4 separate regions of the Sus scrofa genome follow, and regions 1, 2 and 3 are each linked to region 4. Evidence: chromatin contacts called from public Hi-C and promoter capture Hi-C data. All regions are on one chromosome and are shown on one strand. Each heading gives the region's core, a stretch centred on a gene start, on an enhancer-like site or on the middle of the called end of the contact. The rest is flanking DNA. Distances are from core to core; before and after follow the strand shown. Region 1 overlaps LOC106508433 (a long non-coding RNA gene). Region 2 holds the start of RFESD (Rieske domain-containing protein). Region 3 overlaps LOC106508433 (a long non-coding RNA gene). Region 4 holds the start of ELL2 (RNA polymerase II elongation factor ELL2).

Region 1 (3,407 bases), core at 339-2,838, 370 kb before region 4:
CCATAGCTGAGATAAGAGTAGGCAGAACTGGTACTGAAGCTGAAGAAGGTAAGTGTGAGGCCCTGGAGGTGATCTTCCTGGAATGGAGAAAGGAGCCAGTGGGAGCAGGATGTACAAGTGCCTCAAAGCAAGGAAGTTCCTTGAATCAGTCCTGTGAAGATGGCAGGCTCTCTGAAGAGGTGGCTTATGGTCGTGAGGGGTCCTGAGCTCCCAAGACATGACAACCTGGCCACCTTGCCTGAGTCAGGCCAGGGGTGGAGTAGGGGAAATAGAGCTTCCAGCCTACAATGGACCATTTGGGCCCAGATAATAAACAAAAACTGTGACCACGATAGTGCTTAGAGAAGGCAGATCTCTTCCCAAATTTCCTGGGCTAAGCAATCCTCCCTGGATTCATGACAGCCCCTAGAGGGAAGGAGCTCCAACAATGACTGCTACTGAGCATCGCAGCTCTTGAGAGAGAATTTTGAACTTAAATTTCTTAAAAAGTGCCATATGGTATTTCTTGCACCTCAGCATCATCTGAGAAACTTCATCCCCAGTTCACCACTATCTTCTTGACAAAGCAGAGAGAAAATTTGCTAAAAGTGAGGAGAATATGGAATGGATGTTGAGTTGAGGGTTTGAGACACATAAAATCAGTTTTTTTTTTTTTTTCTTTATCTGCGTCCTACATACACCACAATTCACGGCAACACCAGATCCTTAACCGACTGAGCGAGGCCAGAGGTCAAACGTGTGTCCTCGTGGATATTAGTCAGGTTCGTTACTGCTGAGCCACAACGGGAACTCCCATAATACCATTTTTAAGTATAGAGTCTTTAGAAACATGGAATCAAAGAATGTTGATATTGGAAGAGAGCTGCTGAACTTTCAGGTCTAGGCTCTCCTGTGTCTCTTCCATACATATATTTTGCAGATGAGAATAAGTAAAACTCAGAGAGGCTAAGGGTGGTATTTAAGAACACACAGCATCACAGTGCTTCAGACTGTTTACTCTCATTCATTCTATCATCAGAGCAGCCACCCTATCCAGCATCCCCTGCTGACGACTGTGCTGCCGGCACCCCTCACCTACCGCTATTACACTGCACAGAGGTTGCCCTGATGTCACATTTCACCCAAAGATGAGGGCAGCTAGGTTCATCCAGCTTCCTTCCCACAGTTGCCCTCCAGCAGCAGGACAAAGGCACCTCAGCTTTGGGCCTAGTTTCTGGCCCCAGCTGACAGCAGAAGGCCGATGCTCTGGCTCAGGAAAGGAGGAAGGGGACTGCAGAATCCCAGCACTGAGAAGGCCCTCGGGCTTTCATTCCTTTAGTCTCTCCCCTCACACAGGAGGGAACTGAGGTCTCTGAGTGGTGCTGGGACTTGCCCACACACCTAGGGAGTCCAAATCAACAGGAAAAGCCTGCTCATTCTGGTTTTTCTTTTTCCAAGCTCCCTTTCCAAACACACAGCTCCTCCTCTGACTGTGCAGAAAACAGCAAAAGCCTCCCTGTGTGAAAATCCCCACCAAGAACACACTGTCCAGGTCACTCTAACTCCGGCGCACGCTGAGCTCTGGAAGCACTGACAGAGGCCAGGGAACCCTATGCTCCTACCTCCCGTTAACTGGGTCACGCTTCACACTGAGGAAGGATGAGGGAGAGCTGCACTCTGTACTTAGCTGATGGGATATTAATGGAATCAAGGAATGGCCGGGAGAGAAGCTATAAAAAGACTGGGGCTTCCCCTATAAAATTGGCACCCCACGCCCCCAGGTCCTTGAGGAGAGAAAGGCCAAACAACAAGGACCAAAGCAGAAATCTACAGTGTGAGAGCTGGTGGCCAAAAAGGAACCATGCAGCTGAAGCTGACGGCACACACGAGGCCCAAGCCTGGAGGCCAAGCTAGGTGGGGAGGGAGAAAACAGGCTGGACAGGCTCTTCTAGAAATAAAACCATTCCATCACTGTCATTCCTAGAGTTCCCTACCATTGCCATCCCCAAGCTGAGACCTACACTTCAGTCTCCAGGATGTTCGAGACCAGGGGACCTCGAGGGAGGGCAAAAGTGCTCTGTTTTTCAAAATAACTTTAAGGGTGCACAAGAATTTTCATTTTAATAGTTATGTGTTTATTTTTGCAGTCACCCATTGGTTCTAACAAAGAATATTAGTTTTCTGTTTATGATGGAAAATTGAGTCCAGTTTAAACAAATATGGAGTCAACTTAGAGAAAATTATCCTGACAAAAATAATGAAAGTGATATATAACAGCCCCACATCTGGGAAACCCTGACCAGGATCTTCCCAACAAGGAGCAATGTCAGCTGCAACCTCACCGTAACCGTGATGGAGAAATGCAAGATTTGAAGCATCATGTTATAATAAATGGTGTGAATTTTCCTGCCCTGTGTGGATACCCTGGAGATTTGTTTTTGTTTGGTGGGGTGGGGGGCTGGATCTGTATTGCTCTCTTGTTTAAACTTTCCAGACAGGAACATTTTATTTTCCCATATCACATCTCTCACTCTTTTTTGTTTGTTTGTTTGTTTGTTTTTAATGGACACACCTGAGGCATATGGAAGTTTTAGGGCCAGGGACTGAATCAAACTGCAGCTGAAACCTACACCATATCTGCAGCAATGCCAGTTTTTTAACCCACTGCATCAGGCTGGGGATAGGAAGCACACCTCCACAGCCACCTGAGCTGCTATAGTCGGTTTCTTAACCCACAGCACACCAGTGGGAACTCTCTGGAGCCTCTTTTATTCTACATCACAGAGCTGGTGATTAGGAAAGCCATGAAGGGCTTCTGGTTCCAAACAAAGGCCTCCTTCAAAAGAAACAGCCAAGTATGAGGAGTGACTGTTCCTTCTTCTTCCAATGACATGCTGAATGCCAAATAAGAAGGCCACATTAATTTTCACAATTTGTGATATAAGACAAATGTTGGTCCATGAATGGTTATACCCTCATCTTTCCTTGTCATTTCTTCATCAGTTAAGGCTGTAAAAGCAAAACCAGTTAGACGAGGATTTAATCCATAGTAATCTCTGCATTGAAAAGCCTTCCTTGGTGACATTTTTATCTACATACCCACCAGGCAGAGATAGTAACTTGGTTCAGTGCCGGGAAAAAGCTGAAATTTAGTAAATATTTAATGTTGTCAATGAAACAATTTCCTTAAACTCTGACCTTTATTTCAGCTAGTTTCTTTCAGAAGAAGATAAATAAAAGCAAGAAGAGTTAGACCCATTTAGTGATTATGTGTATATATATATATATACATATTTATATATACACACACATATATATAAATAAGGAGAATAAGCTACAAGAGACCACAAGTTGATTGATCCAGTTGAAAAATAAAAACATGAATGATTTGATATCCTGGCTAAAAGAACTGAAAATTTTCAACACGT
Region 2 (3,808 bases), core at 783-3,282, 350 kb after region 4:
CTCATGGTTCCTAGTCGGATTTGTTTCCACTGCGCCACGACGGGAACTCCAAGTTGAACCATTTTGCTCCACGGTTCTCTTCAAGAAATATTTTTTGGACTGTCCCTAAAATTAGGTTTCTAAAAATGCTAACACCACATAAAATTACAGATTAGATAAATGGATCCTTTGTCTCTCTTAGATACCTTTCCAGCATTGGGAATCTACTCAGGTTGAATTTTTAAAAAAGCATATGGTTCTATAAGACAGTGGGTATGAAAGAAGCATGAAAGTAAAGGAAATTATTCTTGAGCACAAGAGCACTGAGGCGTTTTTACTAAGTTTGCGGACTTGGCCTACACGTTATTAGAATACAAAGCTCCAGAATGACACCCTTGCTTTTAGGTTCAGAGAAGAGAAATTAGTTTTATAACTTTTTGGATGGCAGAATAATAATAGATATAAAAAGCATATCTTCGCATATATGAATTCATTAATACTCAAAAATACCAAGGGGTAGGTATTATACCTATTTTCCAGAGGAGGAAACTAAGGCTACAGGATCTTCCTTAACAAAAGCTTGCCCAGATTCACAAAATAGCAGTTAAGAATCAAACTGAGATCTTGAGTGTAAACTTTGTGAGCATTGATATATAAATATTAACATTTCATCTAAGCATCCACAGATTTATAAAAATAGGTGGTCTTCTAGTAAACTTCTAGCAAAGTAAATGTGTGTGTATACACCATGTGTGTGTGTGTGTATCTCCAAAGATGATTTTCATGAAAATTTTTGCTGTTTGCACCTGTGGCATATGGATGTTCTTGGGTTAGGGGTGGAATCAGAGCTGAAGCTGCAGGCCTACATCACAGCAACACCAGATCCTGAGGGCATCTTCAACTCAAACCACAGCTTGTCACAACTCTGGATCCTTAGTCCCCTGAGTGCAGAGGGGGATGGAGCCCGGATCCTCACCGAGACTATGTCAGGTTCTTAATCTGCTGATCCACAACGGCAACTACTACTGAATTTTTAAAAATTTAGGCACAATAATGTACAAGAGTTGTGTCAACGAATGTTTAAAACAATACTTCCCTAATAATTTAATAAAATCACTTAGTCACTCTGGAGGCCAATACTGTCCTCTGTGATATTAGAGATCTGTGAGCACCAGGTGAGTTCACCTGGGTTTGAATCCTGGCTCTGCCATGACTTGAGGGAAGTCAGTGTTGCTGCAGTTTGCCAGCTCTAAGAAAGCCCTGCACATAGGGCGGTGGTGAGGGGTATATATATGCCTGACCACAGTCAGGTGGCTCGAGTAGGGCTTAAGTATGAGAAACGCTACCATCATGTAGAGATAATCGCTAAGGTCCTGCCCACCGTGCTAGCCAGTGGGCAATGACCTCAAGCTGTGTTTAACATTTTAGCAAAGACAGCATGCAGCTGTCAGATGGAGCTGTGGTCAACAAACACAGAGCACCAGCGTGGCTGTCCAGATGTGCTGGATGGCTCCATCTACAGACTTCTGGAGATAGATATCTAGGACCGCTGGGCCGCAGAAACCCTTGGGCAGTTATTAAGCGTTGGAGGTTACAAATGCCAGGAAAGCTTGTTTTAAAACGCCCGGCCAGCCCCACTGAGGCGGCAGGTCCGGGCTACAGCCCAGTAAACCTTTGTGGTGAACAAGCATGATGGGTTTGCAGTGTGGGGCGGAAGCCTGCCCTGGGCGTTAATGGTTAAGGGACTTGGGGTCCACAGCGGAAGAACCGCGGCGCTCAGCAAAGCCTTGGAGCAAATGCCAAACGACAGTCTCCTTCGCCGCTTCAGGTTGCCGCCGCCGGAAGGGAAGCAGCGAGCCTTGCAAGCCCGGCCCGGCCCGGCCGGCAGCCTAACCCCCAGGCCGGGACAGAACTTACCTTCCTCAAATCCCGCGCTCCACCTCCGTGTGACCCGGTCGCTGCGTCGCCGCGGAAGGCTATTGCAGGAGCCAGCGACCGGAATACGGCTCAAAGCTCCGAGGGGCGGGGCGAAGCCGCTCACGTGACTGAGCATGCTCTTCCCCCAGGGCCTCCGTGGCCTTACTGGCCATTGGATGATTCCCACCCGACAGATGCCGCTGGCCAACCGTGCTCGCACGCCAGGACTTGGAACTGACAGTCTTAATCCTATGTTTGACAAACCTCGGTGCCACCAATTTATTTTTTTCTTTTTACCACCACACTTGTGTCCTGTGCAGGTTCTCCTGCTAGGGGTGGAATTGAGGCTGCATTTGCTTATGCCCGAACAAAAACGGATCTGAGCTGCATCCGTCTATGCCGCCTAGGCTTGTGGCAATGCCGGATCCTTAACCCACTGAGCGAGGCCAGGGACCTAACCTCTTCCCCACAGACACTATGTGGATTTTTAACCTGCTGAGCCATAAGGGGAACTCCCGTCAGTTAATTTTTAAATGTTTGTTGAGCTCACCACATTTATCCAGATTTTAAACACCACTGGGGCTCTCACTTCTAGGAATTTACCTTTTAAAAATATTTGCGGAAGTTCCTCACAGTTGCATGTAATCTAAGTTCAGAGATATTTATTTCAAGGAAAAATGACAGTAGCGCTAATGATCAACAGGGAAGTGGTTAAACAAAAAAGAATTAGACATGTGAATTACTTTGCAGCCACATACTCAAGAGCAGATTTCAAGATATGGATGAATTTGTTAAAAAGCAGAGTATGGAATAGTATGTGTGGTGTGCTTTCTTTATAGTAAATAAAAGTTATTTCTCAAGATACTAATGTGTAGATATGTACATTTAAAAAAATATGGTTACTTTAGGGGAGATAGGTTTTCACTTTTGTATTTTGAACTTTGCAACTTGGGTTTTTCTCTGAATTTTTTAAAAAAGAAAAAACCCACAAACCACGCACCTCATATTCGCATCCAAAGTTGGAAGCTATGTGAGTGTGATAGCGTTTTTTTGTTTGTTTTTCCTTTTTTCTTTTTTTTTTTACAGTTTCCTTGGCTGTCTTCTAAGCAGTGATCCTTAACTTTGGTCACACTTTAATCACCCGGGAGTCATGATGAACAGACCAATAAGATAACTCTCTAGGGGTTGGTAGGAGGAGGGGGAATCAACATATTTTTTCTAACTTTCCCAGTAAATTCTAGTGTGACCTCAAGGTTGAAAAACTAGTCTATATTTAATACAATGACACACTGATCTGAGGTCCTAGAGAGGACCAGTGGGCTTGGGGCAGCTGAAACCCCAGAGCCTTCTTCATTTACCTCAGTATGTCATGTAAATGCTGTAAGCCAAAACATGTAAAAGATTGAGAAGCTCAGAATAATGGATTTGATTCCAATTTTATTTCTATTCTGCCCAGTATAGTTTTAATGTGATAGTAATATTTTATGGGATAATTTCACTTTTGACCATTTGTTCCACTGATCCAAGCACAAATTAACCATCTAGTTTTGATAAATTGCTTTACTAAAGTGATAATAAAATACATTTGATTTATTATCATTTACAATACCCATTAGCCATCCCAAATTATTTTATTGGCACATGGAGCATGTTAGCAGTACTCAGCTTGTATCATTGAAAGAATAAGTAAGGTTTGCCGTTTTTTAATGAGTATTACTTCTTTTTTGCTTTGGCATAAACCAGGCATTAAAGTAAGACACATCTTAGATCCACTGACCTTAAATCTAATTTTTGAATGGATTGAATACCTCAGTTGATATGCACTCATATGTGCATAAGATGAATGAGAGAGAAACGCACAACTTTCTTTTATCTCTACCTAAAGTATTGATGTGGTTAGTTATGGGAAAGT
Region 3 (3,657 bases), core at 883-3,382, 350 kb before region 4:
AAGGAAGCACTAGCTTTGCAGTCTGTGAATGTATATTATGAATACCAATGTACAAATATTACCAAACTTCATATGTGCTTTATATGTGCTTTTTGCCTCCTAATAAACTCTTGTAAGTCCCTCCAAGGGGTCCATCTCGGTTGACCCAGGAATCCACTCTGCTTGTGAAGTTAATGTAATAAAGTGCTGAGTCAGAGCTTCTCTGATTGCTGCTGCATGCAATGGAGCAATAGGATGTGATGGTTTTTAGAAGTGGCTTGTTTAAAAGGCTTTGCACTTCCTTGGAAGAAGGGTTCATGTAATATGACTAAATAATTATTAAAGTCATTATTCATATTCATTAAATGAAATTATTTTTCAAGTACATACAGAATAAAACAGGTGAGATTTTAATTCTAAAATAGAATGGCATCATCTTTCTAAGGCAATGTGCCTCACTTAAAAAAAAAAAGATGGAAAAAACAGTGGTTTTCTGAACAGATGAGTGTGTAAAAAGGTTAGCTGGTGATGCCCAACATGGGCAAGTCTCTCCTTAGGCATCTGTTCTCTTACCAGCAGCTGTTATTCAGGGGCCTTGCTCACTCAAATTTAGCTCTGCCTTAGGTAACAAGAACATAACTAGATAATCTTTTGAGAACAGCCAAGTTTGGGTTCTTCTCATTCAACAATATCTAAACAGAGATCTTACATGTAATATTTCAGAAAACATACAATATTATTTAAGAAGAACCTAAGTAAAACTAGAAACATATTTACTTGACAATTAAGTTTGATAAATGTTACTAATTACAGCACATATAACTCAGGTGTGGTCTTATTCATCTCTCCTCACTAAGGAATTAGTGAAGTCTGGCACTGAGTGGCTTTGATCAGAGCGTCAGTTTCTTCTTGCATCATTCACCTTTGAGATTCCCATTACACTCCCTGTGAGGAGTTTTCAGATCCCCTCTGCATCCTCTCAGCCCTTCCCTCTAACCGAAGAAAGTTTCTTCATGACACCAAGTATTTTCTGATCTCTCTTCTCTTAAGCTGGCTAAGCTGGCCATCCAAGTGAGTTGATGTATACTGGCCAGTCTGAGAGAATAACAGCCTCACACTGTCCATTATGTATTTCAGGACTAACTTCCAAGAGCACTGACTATTCCTTACCATTCATTCCATCATATGGAGTAAAGAGGTTTCCTATTGGCTACAGTTGCCAAATAGTATAAAGGAAACCTAGCTAAATTTAAATTTCAGATAAAAGAGAATTTTTTTTTTTTGGATGCACTGCAGCATATGGAAGTTCCTGGGTGAGGGGTCAAATCTGAGCTGCAGCTGCAGCCTATGCCACAACTGTGGCAATGCTGCATTCTTAACCCTCTGTACCACAGTGGGAACTCCAGCAGGAGACTGTTTAAAGTATAAGTATGTCCCAAATATGCATGGGATATACTCATACTAAACAATGATTTCTTTAGTCCCAAGACCTAATAATTTGCTGCATGGCTAAAGCAATAACTTATACACATATCAGAGGCTAATAATGGAGAAAAGAATCAGAAAATTCTTTTAATTCTTTGATTTTTCTTTCCCATTACATGAGGTTTATAATGACATTGACTGGGTGAGGGTGAGAGGAATCCATTTCTGGGATCAATAACACTTCTAACCAGCACTTTGTCAAACTACATATGAATGGCTTTTACTAAACAAAAAATTCTGTTCAACAAATGCTTCTATCATTCCTTTTCTAAGCTGAAGAAAATCTCAGCATTTAAAAAAGCTGCACTGCAAAAAAAAAGAAAAAAAAAAGAAAACTTTTTAAAAATAAAATTTAAAAAGCCACATTGCAAGTTTTAAGAGTCAGTCAAAAAATATTTATTCAGTGTGTACCATGTGTTAAGCCAACAACGATTAACACATGGTTCTTGCCTGGGAGGAGTTCAGAGTCTAGGAAAGATACAGAAATGCTGACAGATAATCACAAGGCAATGTGATAGGTCTTCAAACAAAACAAGCACAAAGTTCAGTGGATGTGACTAACAGGACTCAGGGAATTTGGCATCATAGAGGAGATGACATTTGATCTGATCTTAAAGGACAAGTAGGAATTCTCCAGGCAGAAGAGGAGGGCAAAGGCATTCAAAGCGGAGGGGGGGGGTAGTCATGAGATCCTGAAGGAGCTGCTATGCTTGTGTAGCAGAGAAGGTTCTGTTCTAGTCTACGCTGGAGAGGAAGGACCAGCGCTCCACTTTCTCCACCTCATTCATACCACAACGACCTAGAAAGGATGAAGGAGGGCCTCTAACCAAGCCAAAGCTCAGTAACAACAGGAGGAAGAGAAACAAGAACAAGTGATCATGGGGCCCAACAAATAATCAAATTAAGGCAAGAAGAAAGATGCCCAACTTCTGCAAGAATGGAAAGTAAATTGCTGCTGTAGCTTCAGCAACTTTTATTTTATTCTCCTCTTACTATCGCCAGAGCCACTTCTCTATGTGAGGTCAGCATGGAGGGCTGCAGAAAATAATTGGCTGCTTTTCCATTTTGGAGATGATGAGCAGAAATATTCCCCTGGTAGGCATTTCCCTGACATACTGTATGAATAAAAAAAAAAAAAAAAAAAAAAGCTTCCAGTGATTCTATTATAAATCCTTTGATACAAATATTCCAAACTAGCTAGAAAGCAAAGATTCTGTGTATGCTGAAGCCATGTATGCTTAGGAATCACATAGTTAAATAATTTATGATTAGCGAGAGCCCAGTGGTGCAACAGCAGTTGGAGAACGTGACAAAGAGCCAGAGTCCAAAGCTAATAAAACAACAAACTGTCTTTTTTCTCTCTTTTCAAAAAATATGTACATTCTTTCTTTAAAATACATACATTCTTTTTAAAAAATATTATTGTCTATCATGGTTTCTCCCAGAAGATTAGATACAGCTCCTTGTACTGCAGTAGGACCTTATTGTCTATCCATTCTAAACGTAAAAGAAACTGTCTTTCTGATGTCTAACATTCTTTTGATTATTTGATGTGCAATTCAAACTGATCTTAAAAACTATGAAAACTTGAAGAACACAATAAGATACCACTGCACACCTATTACAATGGCTCAAATTATATATATATATATATATATATATTTGACAATACTAAATGCTGATGAGGATGCAAAGTAGCTAGAACATTTAAATATTGCCGATAGGAATTCTACTTTGGAAAAAAGTTTGGAAGTTTCTTACAAAGTTAAACTTAGGGGTAGGTATTCATCCTAGAGAAATGAAAACCTATGCCTACATAAAAATCTGCATATGAGTGTTTACAGCTACTTTATTCTCAAATGCTAGAAGCTAAAACAACCCCAAATGTCTATCGGCTGGTAAATAGACCAATTATGTTATATCCACATAGCGATTTAACAAAAGAACTACAGATACATCCAATAACATGAATGAGTCTCAAAGGTATAACGCTAAGAGAAAAAAATTCAAACTCAAGAAACTACATACTAAATGATTCAATTTATATGATATTATGGAAAAGGAAAAAACTAGGAAAAAAATCAGATCAGTTGTTGCTGGTGGCTGGAGGTGGGGGAAGGGAATTTATTACAAAGAGTCGTGAGGAATTATCCTATATCTTAATTTTGGTGGTAGTTATATGATTGCATAAGT
Region 4 (3,512 bases), core at 11-2,510:
TTTTTAAAGTAATTTTCAAAAAACTGCCTTGCAACAATTTCAAGACTTTTAACGGTTTGTTTTCCTCCGGTGTTTCTGATCACCCAGTTAATTCATCCTCTCTGACTGGAAGCCTGTGTCGGTCCATCCACACGCAGCCTGAAGAGGGCGGTGATTAGGCTCCTTGGTTTAGCCACGCCTACACGCGGAGCATCGCGAGGAATGGAAAGCACGTCCAGCCTCCGCACCCCCTCACACACCCATCTCCTCCACCTAACATCAATTGCTTAAACTCTAGCAAGGTTCTCCTACATCCCTGTCAAATGAAATGGACAGAACCCAAACGAACCAGAGAACCATGTCCATGCTTCTCTTAATTTAGGTCAAGGACACTTATACCCTTCTAACAACCCTTTGAAAGGAGATGTCATCTCAACCCTAAGCACCTCTCCAAGTCCCATAAAAAGCACAACCCTGCCCCCACGGCGAACTCCAGTTTATTTTTCTCTGGATCACAAGAGGGCATGGCGTGGAAAAAAAAAACCTTTAAATTCTGTTTTCTATAATACCATGCCCATCGCACTAAGGAGATTTAAGGCATGGTGTTGTACTTAAGATGCTCCACACAATCTAGCACAAATCTTAAAGCCAAGGGCTAAATCACTAACTTCAGATTTAGGGCGAAATGACGAAGAAGGGCGTCCTCCCCAATTTCATCCGCTCAATACTAGCGCTAAATTTTGAGGAGAGACTCTCCAGTGACTCCGCCTACTACGACCTCCCTCACCAGCACGCCCCCTACTCCACAAGCTAACCCAGCCCGTCGGGGGACAAAGTCCTTACTAGGCTTACTTGGCCACTTATTTTGGGTGGGGATCCTCTTCTCCAAGGACCACCAGCGCAGGAAATATTCCCCCCACACTCCCGACTCTCCACTACTCTCCCCCCAAGGGGCGGAGCTCCGACTCCAGGTAACAGGACCAGGCAACCTGGGCACCCAATTAGCAGGGGATCCCCCAAACGAGCCTGGCCAATCGCGACCGGTGAGCCAAGACGACCAGACGTGACGTCAGGTGTGATTAAGTTGGCGCGTCACCCCAACGTCAGCCTCTCACCTCTCGGACGTCCCGTCCCGGGAGCAAAACTCCAGCGACTTTGGGCTCCGCCCCTGTGAGAGTGGAGGGCGGCCAATGAGGGAGGCTCCGAGGGGAACTGGGACCAATGAGACGAGCCCGGGGCGGGGCGCGAGGCCGGAGGGTGGGGCGGGTGGCGGCGGTGGCAGCCCGAGGTCTGGCTGCGCGCAGTATATGACAGTACGTCAGCAGCGGGATGGCCGTAGCTGTGGCGGCGGCTGCAGAAGCCCGAGCAGCCGCGGCCGCAGTGGAGCCTAGAGCCCGAGCGGCGTCGGCGGCGGCACCCGGGGGAGTTTAAGATGGCGGCAGGGGGGGCGGCGGGCCTGCGGGAGGAGCAGCGCTACGGGCTGTCGTGCGGGAGACTTGGACAGGACAACATCACCGTACTGCATGTGAAGCTCACCGAGACGGCGATCCGCGCGCTCGAGACCTACCAGAGCCACAAGGTGAGCTGGGCGGTCGGCCGACCGGCCGGGCTTAGGGAGGAAAAGGGCGTCCCTCACTGACCCACCGCGCCTCCTCTTGTCTTGGCACCTGGCTTGGGGCCGGCGGAGCGGTGGCTTGCCGCGGCTGCCGTCAGCGCCCGCGGCGGCAGAGCTGGGCAGGGCCGGGCAGAGTAGCTAACGCCGCCGTCCCGGGCCAGCCGGGCGCCGGGGCGTTGGAAGCGGGCGGGCGGGCGGCCCCTGGCGGCGGGGCCGAGGCAGCCGCAGCCGCGGTTCCGCTGCGCTGCCGCTGCGGGACTTTCCGACGGCGCCCGCGGGTTTTCTGCCTTTTCTGTCCCAACGGGAAAGAAAGGCACCAGGGAGACAAGTGAGATGGCTGTGCTGCCCATGGCGGCGGGGCGGGGGTTGGGGGGGGAGGGCAGCCTTCGGTAACGACTTACAAGAGGACTCGCAGGCACTTGGCGTTCGCGGTTTGAGGGTACCACCGTGGATCCGAAAAGTCAGGGACACTGGCCCTCCGCGTATGAATGTGGGACACACATTGTACTCAGGGACTTGGGGACACAGGCGCTTCGCGAAGGTTGGGGGGGCACACCGTGTACTCTCAAAGGCTGAGACACGGACGCTTGGCGTGCCAGGGAGGAGGGGGACACACCTTGCACTTCCAGGGACTCGAGTACACGGGCGCTTCGCGTTCCCAGAGACACAGCACGGAGTACCGGGAATCACACACACCCAGCGCTCAGCCGGGAGCACAGACTTCGGTTACTGAGGAGAGCGATTCTCCGTGGTCCTTATACCCGAAAGCCGCGTCGCGTCTGAGGCAGACTCACCGACCGGGAGACGTGGAGCCGGGGCGGGGGGAATACACTGCATCCCCGGCAGACTCGGGTTTCGCACTCTCCGGCGCATCCCGGACACACACACAACTCGAGCACCGCAAAGGCTCACTTACTCGGCAATTGGAGAACAAACCCAGGGACACGTTTTCATGCTGGGAAGGGGAAAAAAAAAAAGTGAAGGAGAGAGTAGGAGACATAGCGAAGAGACTCCGCAACGGAGTGCCTGGGCAAGCCGTTTATGGACATGCAGTACTGTGTATGGGCGAGGGAGACGGGAGTGAGTAGACGCATCGCGCAAGGGGAGGAATATACCATTTGAGGGGCCGGTAGCATTTGCTCTGAGAAGAGAGCCAGTCGGAGGAGAGAACCCGCAAGGCGTCCCGACAATTAATCGAGTCCATACCAAGGAAAGAAGCTCCGAGGAACTGATCTCATAAAACAGGCAGAGAGGGCCAGAGGGACACCCAGACGCAGAGTCATAGTTATTCAGATAAAAGTGGAGAAAGGAATTAACATCTGTTGAGCTCCCACTAGTGCCAGGCACTTTAAATGCTTAAATGGAAGGCATGAGTTGGAGGCAAAACCGCACAAATGTGAACCTGGGCCAAGGGAGACTTACCTTCAGAGAGGCCCCCTACATAAGCCTCCACACAGGAAGAGGCACACAGTTGTACACAGTTTGATGAATACATGAATTCACATGATAGTGTACATGTAAACAGCAGGAGAGACTCAGAGATGAGTGTGCCCTCAAGATGGTACTCATAGAATTGAGTGGACACATGGATGTACATTCCAGGGCATATGTGTTATTTCTCCAACCCCCCCCCCCCCCCGCAAGAAGCACAGGGTAGAAACACTCAGACTTGAGAGTGTAGGAAGGAGTGCAGACACAGGGAGAAAGATAACTTTTCCTCCACACCATGAAATCTCAGGGGGAAAAAAGGTCTCAAGTGTGACTGGTAGGTCAGTGTACACTCAGCAATAGGAAAACAAGAAGACACAAATAAATCTCATGTGTCAATAGCTACTCCCAGACAGGGAAGAGGCCAGCACCACCATGGAGTGGGAGGCCCATATGGGGGAAGCAAGACAGGTAGACAGAGCTATGGGGC

The links. Promoter capture Hi-C pulls out the DNA fragments that hold promoters and counts their contacts. A called contact is a pair of places that touch in the nucleus more often than the background predicts.
Region 1: a promoter capture Hi-C map of liver shows a contact between it and region 4, with 14 times the contacts expected there. The contact joins the enhancer-like site here to the promoter of ELL2 in region 4. A contact is called at or near these places in 2 of 5 promoter capture datasets (fetal liver and liver), 11 of 47 Hi-C or Micro-C datasets (adipocytes, alveolar macrophages, embryonic fibroblasts and 6 more) and 2 of 2 datasets of contacts at active chromatin or transcription factors (alveolar macrophages and skeletal muscle).
Region 2: a contact with region 4 is called in a promoter capture Hi-C map of fetal liver, with 2.5 times the contacts expected there. The contact joins the promoter of RFESD here to the promoter of ELL2 in region 4. A contact is called at or near these places in 1 of 5 promoter capture datasets (fetal liver) and 1 of 47 Hi-C or Micro-C datasets (embryonic fibroblasts).
Region 3: a contact with region 4 is called in a Hi-C map of liver, with 1.8 times the contacts expected there. The contact joins the enhancer-like site here to the promoter of ELL2 in region 4. A contact is called at or near these places in 3 of 47 Hi-C or Micro-C datasets (epiblast stem cells, fibroblasts and liver) and 1 of 2 datasets of contacts at active chromatin or transcription factors (alveolar macrophages).

What each region holds. Positions count from the first base shown.
Region 1 is chr2:102,957,057-102,960,463 of Sscrofa11.1, reverse strand. All of the region lies in intron 6 of LOC106508433 (a long non-coding RNA gene), which reads right to left. Among named protein-coding and RNA genes, the nearest start is that of PCSK1, 92 kb to the left of the region's middle. Within about 2 kb of position 1,588, at least 14 of the 83 cell types and tissues checked have an H3K27ac peak or open chromatin away from gene starts, as enhancers often do. A contact at or near this core is called in fetal liver, liver and skeletal muscle, where this site is marked.
Region 2 is chr2:102,242,012-102,245,819 of Sscrofa11.1, reverse strand. RFESD (Rieske domain-containing protein) reads right to left here and starts at 2,032. Exons shown (of 4, transcript XM_003123769.5): 1 at 1,897-2,032.
Region 3 is chr2:102,936,161-102,939,817 of Sscrofa11.1, reverse strand. The region is part of intron 6 of LOC106508433 (a long non-coding RNA gene); the gene reads right to left. Among named protein-coding and RNA genes, the nearest start is that of PCSK1, 110 kb to the left of the region's middle. Within about 2 kb of position 2,132, at least 6 of the 83 cell types and tissues checked have an H3K27ac peak or open chromatin away from gene starts, as enhancers often do. A contact at or near this core is called in liver, where this site is marked.
Region 4 is chr2:102,589,164-102,592,675 of Sscrofa11.1, reverse strand. It overlaps ELL2 (RNA polymerase II elongation factor ELL2), which reads left to right and starts at 1,260. Exons shown (of 12, transcript XM_003123796.5): 1 at 1,260-1,558. The coding sequence starts at 1,412. LOC106508433 (a long non-coding RNA gene) reads right to left here and starts at 1,088. Exons shown (of 16, transcript XR_002342060.1): 1 at 832-1,088.